Linked DNA regions of Camelus dromedarius: region 1 is linked to region 2. The links are chromatin contacts, called in public Hi-C maps. All regions are on one chromosome and are shown on one strand. Each heading gives the region's core, a stretch centred on a gene start, on an enhancer-like site or on the middle of the called end of the contact. The rest is flanking DNA. Distances are from core to core; before and after follow the strand shown.

Region 1 (4,253 bases), core at 597-3,096, 130 kb after region 2:
ATTGAGTTGGTAAGTGATCATGCCTATGTAATGAAGCCTCCATAGGAAATCCCTGCATTATGGAGTTTGGAGAGCTTCTGGATTGGCAAACACAGCTACATGCTGGGGCTAGGAGGGTGGTGCATCCCAACTCCACAGAAGCTCTGGCACTCAGGACCTTTCCAGACCTCGCCCTGTATATCTTTTCATCTGGCTGTTTATCTGTATCCTTTATTATGCACTTTATAATAAACCAGTAAACAAAAGTATTTTCATGAGTTCTGTGAGCCACTAAAGCAAATTGTCAAACCTGAGGACGGGGTTATGGGAACCGCCAATTCATAGTCAGTTGTTCAGAATTATGGGAAGCTTGGGTTTGTGACGTGTCTGAAGTAGGGAGCAGTCTTGTGGGGATGAGACTTTTACCTGTGGGGTCTGCACTAACCCTGGGTAGTTAATGTCAGAATTGCTTGATGTGAGGGGGGAAACCCCACATATTTGGTGTTTGAAGTCCTGTGGGTAAAATAGAGGAAATAAGTGTTTTCCCTTAAAACTTAGAAGTCCTTTACCAGTTAAACAGATAAACAAATGGTGGTACATCGACACCATGGAATACTACTCAGCAATGAAAAGGGGGTGGGTACTGATATGTGTAACAATCTGGATGGAGCTGCAGAGAATTTTGTTGAGTGAAAAAAGCCAATCCCAAAAGGTTATATCTGTATGATTTGATTTGTATAACATCCTTGAAATGACAAAAGTATAGAAATGGAGAACAAATGAATGGTTGCCAAGTGGTGGAGTGAATGGGGAAGGAGGTGGTTGTAGCTATAAAAGGGTGACATGAAAGATCCTGGTGTTAATGTTCTGTACCTTAAGTGTATCAATATCAAGTGATTGTGGTATCTCAATATAGCCCAGCTCAAAGGTTTTCAACAAAGTGAGTGTGAATCAGAACCATCTGGGGAGCTTTTAAATAAACACACAGCCCTCCACTGGAGTGGGATGGTGTGAGTGCTGGTATTTTAAAAAAGCTTATCAAATGATTTTGCTACTCACACACATTACTTGATGGTGCCAGGGTGCAGGTCCTTAGAGACATTAGATAAAGAAGGATAAGCAGGAGAGTCCTGTTTTAGGGGAAATGGCAAAATAAAGGATTAGATTGGGGGAAACTGGATAGAGGAAACCTTGTGAAGAAGCTATTCCCATAGTACAGATGAGGGATGATGCAGATCTGGATGGTGGTGCTAGCTGCAGGGACAGGATTCTGTTAGGTTTATGTCACAAAAAAGGAGCTTACCTTCTCAAGCAAGCATCTTAACCAGTACTGACAGTAATCCCTAATGTCCATAGCTGGGTAAAGGATATATTTTTAGGTCTGCAATAAAATAATTACATGGTCTTGCCTTGCAAAATTAGCAAGTGTCCCCACCACAAGAGAGAATACCCATCCCCTTCCCAGGGGTCCACTCCCTTTCTCTGAGGCACATTTAGTTCCAGAAGGACCTGATGAGACCCTTTATCAATGACCTCACCTGCCCCATCTCCCAAGTCCCGCATTTTCTCTGAAAGGTCCTTGTAACTCAGGTTCAAAACCACCTATCTAGACAAGGCTGCTAAACAGATACTTCTCTCCTAGACTTGGCCCAACTTCCTCTCCTCCTGGAGACCAGAAAGCACACCTGGACAGAGTCAGAGCAGGACACTCTGCTGTGACCTCTCTGGCCACAGCCTCTCACCAAGGAGTGGTCACCTGTCATGAGCAGTATTCAAAACCAGGAACCAAGGTGTGGTCCAGACTCCTTTAAGCTCCAGGGTTTGGGGGCTCCAGGTGAGTCCCCAGAGAAGAGTCCAGAAGAAGAGGATGGAAGGGGGGTGGTCTGCCATCGGAGGGTGGGGGCAGATTCCTCGTCTGCCTCATTGTCAGCCCTATGCTTCAAGGTAAGATGGGGAGAGAACAGGGAAAGATAGGAATGCTTTTCTGGGAAAAATCTGAAAACCCTCTCATCCCCAGAACTAGAAAGCATCTAAAATAGCTGGGTTAAACACTTCCTTTCTATGTAGTATCTACGTTTTGTCTTCCTTTGGGGACAGATGAAAAACCCCTCTCACTGATCGATACACGCAGCCCCTTCTTATTTGCCTGCATAAGTATCAACCAACTTGTCTATTCTCCCATTTTACCACCTCTCTGATCCCATCCCTTTATGATGTTCAACTTTCCCTTTCTACCAAGATTAGTAACTATGAACAGGGTAGCTTGGGTCCTGTTGACAGTAACATAATTCCTTCCCCACCTTACTTGGGGAGATCTTGTAGAGGAGGGGATGTGGAGGGGAAAGGATGACATTTGCTTCCCCTGAGATATGTTTCTCCTTAGTTTGGAGGTGTGCCTTGTGCAGTAAGTGGTATAGGGGAACAGTAAAAGAGACACGAGAACGGGAGAGAACTTGCTGGGCTATGACTACAGGAATAGCCACAGAGGCATCTGGGCTTGGGGTGCAGGCGAGGTGGCCAGAAGGGCTTTTACGTTTCATCATCCAGCTCCATCAACCACATAGTGGATGATCAGTGACGTCTTGTCAAGCTGAAGATGCTGGAAATGCCTCCCACAGATCTTGGAGGAAGTCATTGGATTGAAGAAGGTCACAGAGCACAGAACACTGTAAGTAGTCAAGAAACTCACACTGAATATTACATTCCTTAAGTCCCCACCCATATTACACCACACTCATGTTTACTTCTCTCCAAACTTTTCCTTTAGGAAATGAGAAAACATGAAAGTGGGAAGGGAATATTGAGAAACAAAATTTTAGGGGAATTTTGTTGGTGTCTGTGAGGTAGAATCATAAGCTAGAGAGAAAAAAGCATGGTCAGACAAAACCAAAACTTTAGAGTTAAGACTATGAAAGGCACAGGCCTCCCTAGAGAGGCTGTTTGCATACAGATATGGGTAGGCCTATATGGGAGCAAAAGCACAGGAAGAATGGTCTGAGCCCTGACTCAGCTCACCACATCGACTTCCACCATTTGCCTACCAGCCCAGCCCATCCTCCCCAGCCTTGGCAGGAAGAAAGTAGCCTTTGTTAGTCTTGGCCCAGGAAGGAGGGGCTCACATGCTCACCCCATGCCTACATTTTGTTTCTCTGAAGAGAGATTCTCAGGCCCCAGCCCTGGCATTCCTCTCACTTAGAAAACACAAAAACCCTATTCCATCTCACAGGGTCTCTGCTCTCTGCAGGAAAGGCAAACACTTTCACCATCAATTGCTCAGCTTTGACCAGCATGGGGTAGACCCTGCTGTCTTCCAGGCTATATTTAACCAGAAGGACTTCTGTCCAGTCATCAACTATAGCATCTCCACTCACGTCAACATCTCCCTCACCCTGTCTGCCACCCTGGAAGTGGCGAGTTTGGACTCCTACATTCTTCCCATAGGCTGCTAACAGGAAGCAAGAACCCTGTCAGCCCAACATTGCACCTGTCCGGTGGTGAGCAGTGAGTTCCCTGAATGGATTCTATACAAGCTAGATGTTCACCTTTGGGGTGGAGGGACATGAAGGGGAATGCTGCAGTGACATTTCTGTAGGGACCATTTGTCCTTGAGTCTTGCTCTTATGGGAATAACCTATTAAAAAACAGATTCCCAGTGGGCTCCCCTGCTGTTTTTTCCCTCCATTCTCTATACAACCTGCATTTTTCTGACCTTTCTTTTGGGACTTGCAATTGAAAAGCTGAACTGTCACAGGGGACCACTTAGGAAACAAAGGTAAGGGGTAGACTAGGACCTAATTTCATGACAGTAATGATCCTGGATGGGTATTCTTTTTTGTCAGTATGCACAACTTCAGCTGCGGACGTCATTTCTGTGGTTAAAGTTGGTATGTAAGCTCAGCTTTCTTCTTCCCTCTTTCTCCTTGTCTGATTTTCTGGCTCTGTTTGCAAAAATCACATTTTGTTGAAATTGACAGGGCCCAAGAGAATACCAAATCCAACCAGAATGGGGCTAGTGCTGGTGACAAATTGCTTTCTGGAATGCCAATCAACTTTGAAAGACAGATGGATAAAACAGGAAGGAGGGCAATACAGTTGGAAGCCCCTAAATCAGCTTCAAGTCCCAAATGTATCTAGCACTTAGCTTAAGAGTCCCTTTGAGCAGGAAGTGAAAGGCCAATAAGATTTTGTTAGCCAGAGAAGAGGGACATTATCACCAGAAAGGGAAGAGGAATCAGAGTTTAAAAGGAAATGTGGTTTAATAAACAAACAAACAA
Region 2 (4,332 bases), core at 1,549-4,048:
AACCATGGTTGTAAGAGTTGAAAAAAGATTCTCATGACAAAGAAAACTGGGCCCTTATACCTTCTCTCCCCATCGTTTTCATGGTGTACCACCTTGTACCATCGAGGCTTCCACCAAGGACAGGTTGGAGCGTCAGTGCTGAACCAAAGCCCCTTTCTGAGGAAAGTTTTGGGGTTCTGGCCACCACCTCTATGCAGAGAGCACCAAGATGAGTGACTGTTTCACTAAAATGGCAACTTTGCCACCTACACATATGTGTTATTTCCTTAAAAATGCCCCTCCCCAATGATCCTTGACACCCGGCTTTCCCTGTGAAATCCCCTCCCCTTGAGGGTGGGTGGGATCAAGTGACTCCCTTCTAGCAAACAGAATATGGCCAAAGTGATGGGCTGTCAGGTGTGAGAAATCAGTACTAAGGTACTAAGGATGTAACACAAAATGCAGACCATGCTTAAGGCATGTATATTGCAAATTAGCCTAAATGGTCATCAATAAGGGTTAAGAACTACAATATACCCATTTGGTGGAACTTTACACAGCCGTTAAGAGTGATGTAGAACAGTGGTTTCCAAAATGTGGTCCCTGGACCTAAAGCATCAGCACCACTCAGTAACCTGTTAGGCAAATGCTCAGGCTTCACCCCAGATACTCTGGTAATGGTCCCCAGCCATGTCTGTTTTAGCAAGACCTGCAGGTGATTGTGATGTACCTGGAAGTTTGAGAACCGTAATGCACCTGGAAGTTTGAGAACCGTAATGCAGAAGAATCAGAATGATATGTTAAGTGAAATGAAAGTTTCAGAGTTATATATTCAGCATAATCACAACTATGTGATTATGTGGACAAAGATGACTGAAAAGAGGTGCATTAAAATGTCTGCAGGGGTTATTTCTGAACAACACACACATTTAAAAGTATCCCTCAATGAGAATATTCTTTTACAATCATAGCCCTCTGTCCAGAATGCCACAGATAGAGATGGATGGATGGGTGGGTTGGTGGATGGATGGGTGATTGATAGAATGCCGGCAGACAGGCAGAACCTGTAGTAGGTGGCCGTCCTGGGCAAGAAGCCCAGTGAAGGGTGCTTTCTACAGGAGCTGGCGTGAGGCCACAATAGGGACACCTACCTTGGGCACAGGGTGGCCTTGCACACGAGTGGAGGTCACGCACTGGCGCACAGCGCCCACGGTCACGACGCTGCTTACGCGCTGCACCTCGTGGAGAACCGCGCGGGTGTAGGGCAGTCGCTTTCGATCCTCGTAGCGGACCGCCCCAGAGGTGCCGAGCACTGTGTGCAGCTCCTGCTGCACCTTCCCTGCGCGCGGCTCGGCGTGGGTCCCGGGAAGGCGCTGCAGCCCGGGCTCCCCACCACACCCTACCCTCCTCGTCCCCACACCCAGACAGCCGCGGAGGCTCATGACCTTAAGGTCGCCCCACCCACACAGTCACCCCTGGTCACACAGTGGCAGGCCCTCCCTGAGGCAGAGCTTGTGAACTAGATTTTACAGGGTTTCCTCCTCCAGAGGGGACTTGAGGGAAGGGGAAGGACCCAGATTTGAGCACCCACTATGTGCCAGGTGTTCTATATACAAAGAATCCTATGGGGTAGGAACTGCTGCCTCCATTTTACAGATAGGGAAACTGAGGCTGCAATCGGACAGGGACTTCTGCACAAGGTCACAAAACTGGTGGAGCCAGGATTTGAACTTAGGTCATAGGCATTTTGCCCCTGAGAGAACTCTTGTCATCTTTTCCTTCTACAATTGTGGTCATGAGTGGACATCGGCACAGGACCTGGTGAATCATTACTAAAAGAGTGAAATAATATCACCTCACTTCACACTAGTTCTAAGAGGTTGAAATACTTACCTGAGACCACTCAGTAAGTAGCAGGGTAGGAATAGAACCCTGCACCCCACCCTTCTGACTTAAAGCCATGAACACTCCCTGTATTACAGAGATAAGATCAGGACCCACCCCTGGGGCTACAGACCAAAGACGTTGATGGTGGCAGGTGCTTCAGGGGAAATGGGCATGGGGCAGCCAGCCAGGTGTGACCCAGGCCCCTTACCCTGGATGGCTCTGTGCTGGACCATATAGAAGAGTGCCCAGCGCAGGGTAGTGGCCGTGGTGTCCGTGCCTCCCAGAAACAGATCGATCACCACCTGGATCAGGTTGTCCTCACTGAATGTGGAGACAGGGTCGTCTTTGGTTTGGAGGGTGGAGGGTGGGTGAAGGGACAGCAGAGCTTTCTGAAGCTCTCCCCTACAGAGCCCTGGTGTCTCCATGAAGTCTGGCCTAGGCTTGTGGGACAAGAACTCCTCTCGCATCAGACCCCTCAGGAGGGCCTGAGTCCCAGAACTACATTGACTTTTGGGGGGAAGGGGGACTGCCCCAGGATGCTGGCCCTGACATCACCTAGGTCTCCCACTTCCCACCCTACCCATGTCCGCAGGAGCCAGCCCTGGCCTGGGAAAAGACAGGGAAGAAAACGCCAAACGCCTGCTGCTTCAGCGTGTTCTGACAGCTTGTAGACTGCGGAAAGGGTGAGGAATGGAGGCCCTGGCCCTGTAACGAGGTGCAGCCAAGAAGACAGCCTCCCCCTTCCCTCTGCATCCATTTCAGGCCCACCTTGGTGATCTGGGCCAGGTAGCAGCTGATGAAGGCCTTGGGGGCTTCAGAGGCGCTGAGTTTGTGTCTGTTGATCTCCTGGCAGAGGTAGCCCTGAACAGCCTCCTGGTACCTAAACATCTCCTGGTGGGGGCCTGGGAGGCGGCGGAAGGCCCAAGGGAGCATGTCGTACAGCTGTAGGGGAAGAGGCCGTCCAGGCACTGCTCAGGTGCTGGCCCTGAGTTTGGGCAGCTGAGACTGGTGCTGGGGGCGCCAAGCAGGCTAGGACCTCTGACGTGGGCATCCCAGGCCTGCTTGTCATCTGGAGACCCTCCACACTCCCAAAATAATCTAGACAGAAGTGAAAACAGTGGTAGCAGACATTGAACCCAGGGCTCAGCTAGGATGGTGCAGGCCCAGAAACGTGTTTAAGGGGATCTAACCTGTCTCTTCCCCCTGCCCACGCTTCCATGATGAACCACAGCAAATGTTTTGATGCTGTGAGTGTCATTTTGCTGAGCAGAGGCTGCCTGAGGGACACAGATTCAGGCCCTGGGCCTTCCTTCTGCCAACCTCACACCTTCCCTGCCAGGCTCTGGCAGAAGCCCTGCCTGCCCTGGGCCCCAAGCTGTCCAATGGTCCCCATACCTACCTTCCCAAGGGCCAACTTACCCGGTGCCAAATGGTGCTGACAAAGGCCAGGCCAAAGTCGATGGCTTGAATCATGTCCTTGAGGAAAGGGTCCTCCAGGAGGAAGCGGCGGCCAAACACGAGGGCCCCAATGACTCTGGCAGTGGACCTGACAATGGGTACCTGAGGGTCGAAGGGTCTACCTGAGAGCAGAGGGGAAGGGCCCAGGGTGAGGAGGCAAAAAGAGCACTGCCCTGAGCGTTAATGCAATCTGTATACAGTCGTTCATTGCCTTATCCATTCATACTCAGTCCTCATTCATTCACTCAACAAATGCTTACTGGGCACCTTCTATGAGCCAGGCTCAGTGACAGGCACTGGGTTTGCAGGGAGGGTGTGGAAGACAGACACCATTTAAACATATTAGAATGTGGAGCAGGTATGTCCCAACTGAGAACAAAGGCTGGAGGGAACAGCTGTCCCTGGGATAATTCAGGGAGGGCTTCTTAGGCAGATGATGTCAACCAGGTCTGAAAGGAGCAGTGGTTTCTCATAGGGAGGGAAGGAGTGTGGATTAGGATATTCTGGAGGGGGAACAGCACATGCAAAGTTTTAGAGGGGTCAAAGGCCTGAGATGTTGAGGAAAGACGTTTCCCCACGTGTAGAGAAGGGCTTCAGGCTTCCCAGCAGACTGGATGTTCCTATGACCGTGTCTGTCCGCCTTATGGAAAGTCCCTATTTGTTGATGTAGCTCATAAATCCCCTACTGGACCCTCAAAGGGTCCACCTCTTTGTACACACACACACACACACACACACACACACACACACACACACACACACACACACACGCCAAGGCTCAGCCTCCTTGCAGGGATGTTCATGTGTGTGTTGTAGGGGGATTAGGGTAGCCCGCCCTAGCCTGCTCCTTACCCTGCTCCCGGTGGAAGGCCTCAGCCAGCTCCGCTGCCTCTTCCTGCAGCTGCAGCTCCAGCGCCCGCTTGCCTAGGCCCAGCCCCCGAAGCGTCGCCAGGCAGAAGCGTCTCTGCTGCCACCACATGTGCCCATTGCTGCAGATGACTCCTGGGC

Evidence for each region. Hi-C and Micro-C count contacts between places; a contact is called where the count stands out from the background.
Region 1: a Hi-C map of muscle shows a contact between it and region 2, with 2.9 times the contacts expected there. The contact joins the promoter of LOC105085893 here to the promoter of LOC105086003 in region 2. A contact is called at or near these places in 2 of 2 Hi-C or Micro-C datasets (blood and muscle).

What each region holds. Positions count from the first base shown.
Region 1 is chr2:51,342,268-51,346,520 of mCamDro1.pat, forward strand. It overlaps LOC105085893 (5-hydroxytryptamine receptor 3C-like), which reads left to right and starts at 1,847. Exons shown (of 11, transcript XM_031455428.2): 1 at 1,847-1,876; 2 at 1,878-1,923; 3 at 3,224-3,253; 4 at 3,256-3,389; 5 at 3,819-3,863. The coding sequence starts at 1,847.
Region 2 is chr2:51,210,653-51,214,984 of mCamDro1.pat, forward strand. It overlaps LOC105086003 (cytochrome P450 2J6), which reads right to left and starts at 2,799. Exons shown (of 5, transcript XM_010976366.3): 1 at 2,631-2,799; 2 at 2,075-2,209; 3 at 1,131-1,318. The coding sequence starts at 2,799.